Linked DNA regions of Zea mays: all the other regions are linked to region 2. Evidence: chromatin contacts called from public Hi-C data. All regions are on one chromosome and are shown on one strand. The core of a region is the stretch at or near the end of the contact, and the rest is flanking DNA. Distances in the headings are between cores, read along the strand shown. Region 1 holds the start of LOC100280950. Region 2 holds the start of LOC100286133. Region 3 holds the start of LOC100382467.

Evidence for each region. Hi-C and Micro-C count contacts between places; a contact is called where the count stands out from the background.
Region 1: a Hi-C map of tassel shows a contact between it and region 2, with 6 times the contacts expected there. The contact joins the promoter of LOC100280950 here to the promoter of LOC100286133 in region 2. A contact is called at or near these places in 8 of 25 Hi-C or Micro-C datasets (bundle sheath, ear, endosperm and 3 more) and 2 of 3 datasets of contacts at active chromatin or transcription factors (leaf and seedling).
Region 3: a contact with region 2 is called in a Hi-C map of leaf, with 2.4 times the contacts expected there. The contact joins the promoter of LOC100382467 here to the promoter of LOC100286133 in region 2. A contact is called at or near these places in 3 of 25 Hi-C or Micro-C datasets (ear, leaf and tassel).

The regions. Positions count from the first base shown.
Region 1 is chr10:119,193,265-119,196,205 of Zm-B73-REFERENCE-NAM-5.0, reverse strand. It overlaps LOC100280950, which reads left to right and starts at 1,688. Exons shown (of 5, transcript NM_001153870.2): 1 at 1,688-1,889; 2 at 1,971-2,047; 3 at 2,129-2,310. The coding sequence starts at 1,806.
Region 2 is chr10:119,371,082-119,373,861 of Zm-B73-REFERENCE-NAM-5.0, reverse strand. It overlaps LOC100286133, which reads right to left and starts at 1,367. Exons shown (of 15, transcript NM_001159021.3): 1 at 1,003-1,367. The coding sequence starts at 1,184.
Region 3 is chr10:119,596,629-119,599,733 of Zm-B73-REFERENCE-NAM-5.0, reverse strand. It overlaps LOC100382467, which reads right to left and starts at 1,622. Exons shown (of 5, transcript NM_001175207.1): 1 at 1,455-1,622; 2 at 1-1,326. The coding sequence starts at 1,281.

The DNA of each region.
Region 1 (2,941 bases), core at 439-2,938, 180 kb after region 2:
CTCGTTTATAATTCATTTATCTCTTAATACCCTTTATTTTATGTTATCTTATATCATCTATTAGAATTTAATTACGAAGATTTAACCTTCGTAATTATGTTCTCGTCAACCTTCGTCCATGATTCATTATCCTCATGGGAATATTGTTTCATGGACGAAGGACGTTAACATTTAACATTTTATGTTGCCTTGTTCTTAATTCATAGCATTTGAGAACAAGTCCCCAACAGTCTAGGTGACCGTTTGAGAGAGGGAAAGGGTTGAAAGAGACCCGGTCTTTGTGACCACCTCAACGGGGAGTAGGTTTGTAAGAACCGAATCTCGGTAAAACAAATCACCGTGTTCATCCGCTTTATTTCTTTGTTGATTTGTTTTCCCTCTCTTTCGGACTCGTTTCTATTTCTAACTCTAACCCCGGCTTGTAGTTGTGCTTAAGTTTGTAAATTTCAGATTCGCCCTATTCACCCCCCTCTAGGCGACTTTCACATTCCACTAAAATAACTATTTTTTGGATTAGATATTTCATTCAAGCATTTTCTCATCTACCGATTCGTGCAGGGGTGCGGACCGACGTTGGCCGAGTGGGAGACACAAGCTCCCACTTAAATTTTTTGGTTTAGTGGACTTTTTACCTTATTTACTACAGTTACAAAGGTTTATTTGTTAACAACACTTTATTTAGGCCTTCACTTATATTTGGGCCCCACTCAATATTTGGGCTGGATACCCTGGACTCAGTGGATTCCTTACAAATTCTGCTGATCATAGCACTTAACTCAATGTTTTGGTTGTGGCTACGACGTTCAATTTTTTTCTCTTAATTAATTATTACTTCCATTTTAAGTATTAGATTTTTAACTAAACCATGTCAAATAAAAAATAACGGAGAAAGTATTTGTTTTTGATTATAGGACTAAGGAGGAAATTTTTTCTTTAAAGAAAGGAAGAGTTTCTAAGGGCATGTGCAACCCACATAAATGTTCCGTATCTTAAAAGGTATTAAAGGGGTAAGTGGAGAAAAACACAAGAGACGATATCTTAGTGAAGGAACGTCTCTAGCACGGTTCTCTGAGTTTAGATACGGTCCTAGCCATACAATCTACATAAATAAGTCATATTTTGAGAGGTTCTAATGAATAAGATGTAAGATTTAAATACAATTGGTTGTATATAGATGTTTTTTATATATACTCCCTACGATGTAGTATTAGATGTCATTCTGTATGAATAAGTGTAGTGTAATAAAATATGTCATTCTACGATATAAAAGTAGTATTGTCCAGTTTTACCGTGTCTTCTTTATCATGGCTGGCTACGTGCATACAAAAGAGAACGTTGGACCCTATTTAATATGGGTGTGACTGGAAATTTATCTCTCCATTACTTATTACTTGGTATATGTGAAATAATGTCTAAAACGACATCTAATACTAAGTATAGCGTTTGGAGAACAACAACAGCTATGCAAGCAGTCCTTCTGTGCAAGCGTGCAAACAAACCATCTGATACATTAGATTACGATCCAACCACAGATACAACCATAGTTTGTTAGAGTTTTTTTATAAAAATTATTGAGCTATTGGTGGAAGAGTTTAAGTGTTAAATGTGACCTACAATTAAATCACAATCTAATAGATTAGATGGTTTAATTGCATGTTTAAATAGAAAGACTGCTTACATAAGAGTCGTTGCCCGCAAAGGGGACTGCTCCGAATTCCCCACCAGGCCACAAGTCCTAGTTCCAAAACCCTCTCTCCTCCCCGTCCTACTCGTACCCCATAGCCAATTTCCCTCCTTCGCTGCCAATGGACCTCTCCGCCGTCCAGGCCGCCCTCTCCGACAAGTCCTACACCGCCGTCGCCTCCCTCTGCGACGAGCTCCTCCTACAGGTACCCTTCTTGCCTCTCTCCCAATCGCACCCCACATCCGCACAAGGGTTAGCGCTCCGTCTCACGCGATTGATCTCGCAGGCCGCGTCCAAGGGAACCAATACCGACGAATGGCCCTACTCTGTCCACCTCCTGGCCCACCTCTACATCAATGACCTGTATGCGATCCGCCGCCCTTGCCCTCGTTTTTTCCCCATCCTTTTGATGCCTTGGTGTTGTTGTGACTTGGGAGTGAGCAGGAACAGCGCGCGGTTCTTCTGGAAATCGCTGCCGCAGGAGGTGAAGGACACGCGGCCGGAGCTCGCCGCGGTCTGGAGGATTGGTCAGTGCCTCTGGAACAGAGACTATGCTGGTGTCAACACGGCCGCACAGGGGTTCGAGTGGGGCCCTGACCTCACTGAATTCATCACTGCCTTCCTAGGTATAGGGCTTGCTTTTGTTGTTATGAATGGCATAGAACATTCCTATGATTATGTGCAAAGTAGCGAAGCTAAACTTGAATTGTTTGCTTTCATAGAGATTTGGTAGTGGCATGGGTGGGTAGAGGCTGTTGAACATATTGTCACCATGGATTTGTAGTGGGAGAATCTATCTATAGAGTTGGTCTGCACTGAGAATCATATATCCTCTGTGAAAATGCTGATGGAGAAGTTCGCAGGGGAGCTTCATGGCTGTTCTATGATACTCTGATTCATTCTGTCAAATTTGTTCTCCAAGGTATCAACTGGCCCTAGTGCTTTGTGTTTCAGTAAGATAGTATTTTTCATGCCAACAAATCGGGTACTTGTTGTGCTATATTGATATCATACCATAACATGACAAATGCTGGCGTAGAATGTACCCTTTGACATAGTATGTTGTGAAGAAGTTATGACTGTCATCTCTGCATCTTCTGTTCAAAAATTGTAAAACTGTAAGGGTGCCTCTTAATTTAGTGACTATGGCAGAATTTATTAAAAACAAAATTGAGACATTTAATGATTTAATGATATTCTTCCTCGTGTTTTCTGTAAGGAAAGTATGATTTCCAGTGTTTTGACATGGCAAATGGT
Region 2 (2,780 bases), core at 118-2,617:
CAAGTAGTAAATGTCATTCATCTGTTTGTCTTCATTCAAATGTCCACGTACCCTCTGAATTACATAACATTTAAAAAACACTGCTTATGTCATGTGCGAAAATTATTCAAGACATACAATTAGGAAATTAGGGGACAAAATTGGCTCCTAGACCCAAATTAGGATAAACTAACACCAAATGCAGAATATACCCCTAACAAGAACACGGCAATTCCAAATGAATGCATCGTCCACTCCAAACAAATAAAAACTGGTAGTACCAACATCGAAAGGAGCAATTCAAATTGCACAATGGAAGGGATTACCGAAGAAATACAAAGTTGAGCAATGAAAATGAAAGTCCATTTTGAACACAGAACAAGAACAAGAAGATATATACTAATATATGAATGAAAATACTAAAGGTGACGTCCCACTTGCTTAGTTTTTACATAGCCATATTGACATGCAGCAAATGTACTAACACAGAAACACAAAAGGACGAACAGTAGATGTCAAGACGAAGCGTTGCTTGAAATATCACAGCTGCAACAAGAGAAAAATTTAACTACACAAGAAAAGCGTTCTCAAACCAAAACCAGAGCACCGAGTCGAAAATAAATAAAATACTCTGAACAATCAATGATCCACGATGTAAAAAACCGCGCCGTCGTAACCCACAACGGTGGGGAAGTAATAAGGAAAAACCAGCAATACCAAACAACCGATCCTTCGAGAACAAACGCTCCCAGCACATTGATCAGAACCGAAAACGAGAGCACCGCATTAGCTACAGAACAGAAACAAGGGAATTGCAATTTGCAGCAGGGAGGGGCCGAGCTCCAATACATGGCCCTGAAAGCCCCATCCCTCAAAACCTAACCCGCACGGATAAACCGTCCCGGTCACCACCCTCACGCCAGATCACCACCTCCCGATCAAATCCAATCCAGCCGGCACCGCTGGCTGAAACAAGTCACACACAGGCACACCAACAAAGCGGACAGGGGAGAGGGCGCTCACACGGCACGGTCGGCGTGCTTCCCGGCCTTCCAGTACGCGTAGGCCATGGAGAACTGGTACTGGTCGGTGAGCAGAGCCGTCGCCATGGGGTTGGTGGGCGCTCCCACCGGCGCCGCCACCCCCACGAGGGAGCCGTTGCCGTTGGCGTGGGCGCTCGCGGGCGGCGCCGACGTCGCTGCCATCCTGGCCTCCCCTCACGGGCGAGCTTCGGGAAGCGTGGAAGGTGGCTCCGCCTAGGGTCCGCTTGGCTGGAGGGGGCGGGAGAGGCTGCGCCGGGAGGGGACCGGAAGGAGGCGGGAGGAGACAACTGGAGACCGGATGGATGCGGAGGCGGAGAAGGCAAGGAAGGGACCAGAATGGAATTTGGGAGCTTGGCCGGGAGCTTGGCGGTATTTATATGTTGGAATACTTTGCAGACTTCTAGGCATGCACCAGGGGAAACAGGCAAATTGCACCGATACCCCTGTTAGTTGTTGGCCGTAAACTCGTCACTAGACAAGTGTTTGAATGTCAAAAGAAGGTACAATCATGAATTGATGTTTGATACTTTGATCCCTTGACATTCGTTTAGTGGCACACCGGACACGGCATCCATGCTTTGCTGCCATGAGTATTTGGCAAATTGTGGCTCCTTTTCTTTCAAATTTCTTATTTGATGCACATGTTCTCTAATTTTCCAACGGCCATTTAATCGTGGTGTCTCGTGCGACATCGACGACCTTCGTTGTTAACATTATCATCTAGAAATTGCATGTCCTAGTATAGGTCCACGAATTATCCAAGGTGTAACAAATAGCAAGGCAAAGAAAACGCGCAATAAACTTCCCGACGTAGTTGAGTGCATGTTTTTTCCCTTTGGGACAACGCATGCATATTGCCCTAATAGTTGCTAGAAAGAAACTATATAACGACAAAGTACATGTATAACTTTATTCGCTTGGATGACATAACGACGCTATCGATTGTCCTCACTAAATATTCCGTAATGTATGTAGTACACTCCAATGCGTCACTGTCTTAGGCCATGTGCGGGAACCAACAGATTTTTAGAATCTGGACAGTGCGTATTACCTAAGAAAATTCAACAATAGGTTGATAACTAAGACTATATCTCGCAACACATTATCCAAGATAGAGAAACCGGGGTGTTTGAGTTTTTAGTAGATAAAATTTTTACGATCACGAGAATTCACACACGTAACCAACATGGCCTGAGACTACTACCTTTGGTGATTTCTCATCACTATTACAGTTCATCAAAGGTCTCGTGTTCTAGAGTTCCATAGATAAAATAACATCGGTCCACAATGCAGTTAATATGAGAATTTTGAATCAAACAGTTCGCGGATAAAAAAACCTTGGTCCATAAGCACTGCATTTATAATCAGAATCTCGTTGATAATATGGGGATTTTTTTTAACCAAACAAAACCTTTGTCTCAAAATGGATTTTCGGAAACGCCTAGGACCGAATCAGAAATCCAGGAGTCCTCACTCCGCTGATTTCCATTTCCGTGCTGTCCCTTTTTGGACCCATATATAGCCATGGTGACGACCACTTTTACGCCTTTTCCCCTGTGGCTGATACAGAACAAAAACCTACTCGTGCACACGATCTTTGGGGCCCCCAAGCGCGTCGGTCCTACTGTCAGGGAGCGTCTTTTTAACTTTGCGTCCAATTTTACACAAGCGCACGGACGAGAGATACCAGGTGGCGCGCGGTTGGTGGAGGCGGCTTTCGCTTTTGGCCTTTTGGGTCCGCGGAAATGCACGCATGCT
Region 3 (3,105 bases), core at 373-2,872, 230 kb before region 2:
ATTAATTTCTTCAGCACGTTCTTGGTCTTGACCAACGAGCTCGTCTTTACTGTTTTCCTCAATATTAGTTATGGAATTGGTGTTAGCTTCTCTATCAATTGCCATCTGGGACATTTCTTCAGGAGTAACTGGATTGACCAGTTCGGACACATCAATTTCTTTTTGAGCTGGTTCAACATTCCTGTTTGCAAGCACTGATCGTGGTCTTGTTGGAACTCTTGCAAAATTACAATAATTTAGCAAATTTCCAACATCATTAGGCAAATTGTTCTCCATAATGGAGACCTCTTCTGACGTTGTATCATCTTCAGCCTTCTCATGCGAAGTACTGCCATCTTCAACCTTGCCATTCAGAACACCACTATCTTCAGGCCTCCCATCTGAGACCTTTTCACCTGAGGATACTGGCAAATGTTTTGTCTCTAACTCTTGAACACCATCAGAAGAATCATTGTTGCTATTATCTTCACCATTCAAAGCTTGCTCGACTACATCTGAATTAGACACCACACTATTCTCCTGCATTTTGCTTGCCTCATTTTCATCCTTCGCCTCTTGCGAAGCATCAGCTTTCTGCTGGACATTGCTGTTAGAACTAGCCTTTGACCCAGTATCCTCCAGCTCCGACTCCCCCATCGCCTCCACCTTCGATGATGGTCCCTCCCCAGCCACCCCTGACACCCTACTGCCAACCTCGTCAATCCCACCACTGCTTCGGCGCTCCCGTTTGAACCCAGGAGCCCCATTGTCATCATCGTCATCATAACTCCGGATATCAGAATACCGCCTGTTCCTCCCCCTATCCTTTGCCCAATCTGAATACCTATTGTCAGCCCCAAATTTCCTTTTCCCCCTTCTATTGTAGTTACTACTGTTGCTGCTACTGTAGTCACCACCACGGTTCCGCCGCGAGCTGGCATTACGAATACCACACTCATCATCGACCTGCCGCCGGCCATTCCTGGCCCCGTGGTAAGCTTGGGCTTCCAAAGTCACGGAAAGCGGAGGCGGAGGAGGAAGCTGGCCCCACCCTCCAGGGACGACTGTCCCGCTGCGTTGCTGCAGGGAGCCCGGTGGGAGCACGCCCTTCGCCAACAGGTACTCGGCAGCGAGGCGGCCTGCCTCCATGAGCACCTCATACTTGTTCTGCAGCGGCAGAGACAGCGCCGCCGACGGGAGGGGAGACGGCGGGTAGAACTGCTTCCGTCCGCGGCTGTAGGCGCCGCCGCCGCGCGCGAATGGCGGCATGCGGCTTCGACTGCCAGCGTGCTGGTACTGCATCCTCGAGGACTGGTACCCGGATCGCGGCGGAGGCAAGCTCACGCCCTGCTGGTGCGCCCAATCCATTCCCGAATCCCGAGCGGTGGCGGAATCAGATGCGGCGAGAGCAAGTCAAGCAAACAAAATCGGAGACGAGGAATGGACAAAATAAACTGAGGGCGTGCGAATCGAACCCTAGGGCCTAGGCGCGACGAGGTCTCAGGAGTTGGCGGCAGCGGCGAGGTCGCCGGCGGTGACCATCGGAGCCGCGTCAAACGGAGTCAGGGTTGGCGTCACTGAGAATTACAAATTTCGCTGTTTCTTCTTTTTGAGAGAAAATGGGAAAAAGTTTGAGAGTGATCTGTGAGAACAGTTCGATGTTTCGTAGTAGTCAAGAAGTTTGTTTCCTTTCTGCTTTTTTTCTGGTCGGTCGTTGCGGTTGGGGCGAGCTTTGGGGTCACACGTGTTCTCTTATCGCGACAGTGGATGTGGTTGTTGGGAGACAGACAGGTGGGCCAGAGACTGCTTTGGTCGGTTTGTCAGTAGAGAATGGATCATCTGTGTGCAGATTGCGATTCGGATCAGGGTTAGGTTGCACACGTTTAGGGCTTGTTCAGTTTCATTGTAATCTATATGGATTGAGCAAGTTAAAAAAAATTATAATATTTTTCAATCTCTTTCAATCTATGAATTATAAGAATAATCGAACAAGATCTTAAAAAGTGTAACACACTGATTTTTAGGCTAACACTCGAACGATTGCAGATCAAACATCCAATTGTTCCTAGTTTCTCAATTGGGTTCCCTTGTTTTTAGCTTATGGCCACTAGCTTTTGGACTTTTTATAATCCAAACAATCCCATAAGCCAAAACCCAAAAGCCTAAAAGTTCATCCTAGTTAGCTTTTGATTCTTAGTTTTCCATAGTTTTTCACTTTTAAATGGCCCGAAAGCTGAAATACAACGAGAAGCTGAAACAAACGACCCAAAAACATCTCGACCCACTTCCAATCCCCACTCTAAAAAATATAGTTTAACTAATTTGGAAGCTCTACCAATCCTCTAATCCCATTTCTCAACTCCTAAGGTTGTTTCCAGCCGATCATGTATACAGTCATACAAAATATCGTTTATAGAATGAAATTTAAAATAAGAGATATGATAGGATGGATAAGTTGTTAGAGATAGTCTAATAAAGTCAACCACGCGATAAGAGAAAAGGAGAAATCATTCTTGCAAACTTCGATATAGGTGTGGAAATGAACCAAGCTAAGTTTGATTTGGCTCGTGGCGGCTCTGTTAAGTGGCGAGCTAAGCTCCTGTAAAACATGTGAGGGCATTTGGGGATTCTCAGTTAGTTGTCCAGTAAATTTTAGAGAAATATCAATGTTCAGATGACACTTTAAATAGTCATAATCCGTTCTTTTGATGAATTCGATATTCGACATATATCCAGAGCTGAGAATTGCAGAGCTAATAATTTGACGCAAGATACATCAGGTTATTGAATAAAGCGAGGGAGATTTCACAATTCTGAAAGTCTCATAACCGGCTGCGCCAAATTCCCATGTCGCGGACCGTCCGAGCAAGGAGTCCGGACTGTTCGACGGTACCAGGGATGTCTCCTTAATCAATTCGGCTAACAATATAGCCGATGCAATTGATTGTAGGACGCCTATAATTAATTACCTACGTAATTCGAGTGTTAGGATAGACAGTAATGTTTGACGTACAACTTTCAAATATATATTAATTGATAATAAACTTTATCGCCAAACTGTTGACGATGTCCTACTTAAATGCTTGTGTCCAGATGATGCTATCTTAGCTATGGCCGAAGTGCATG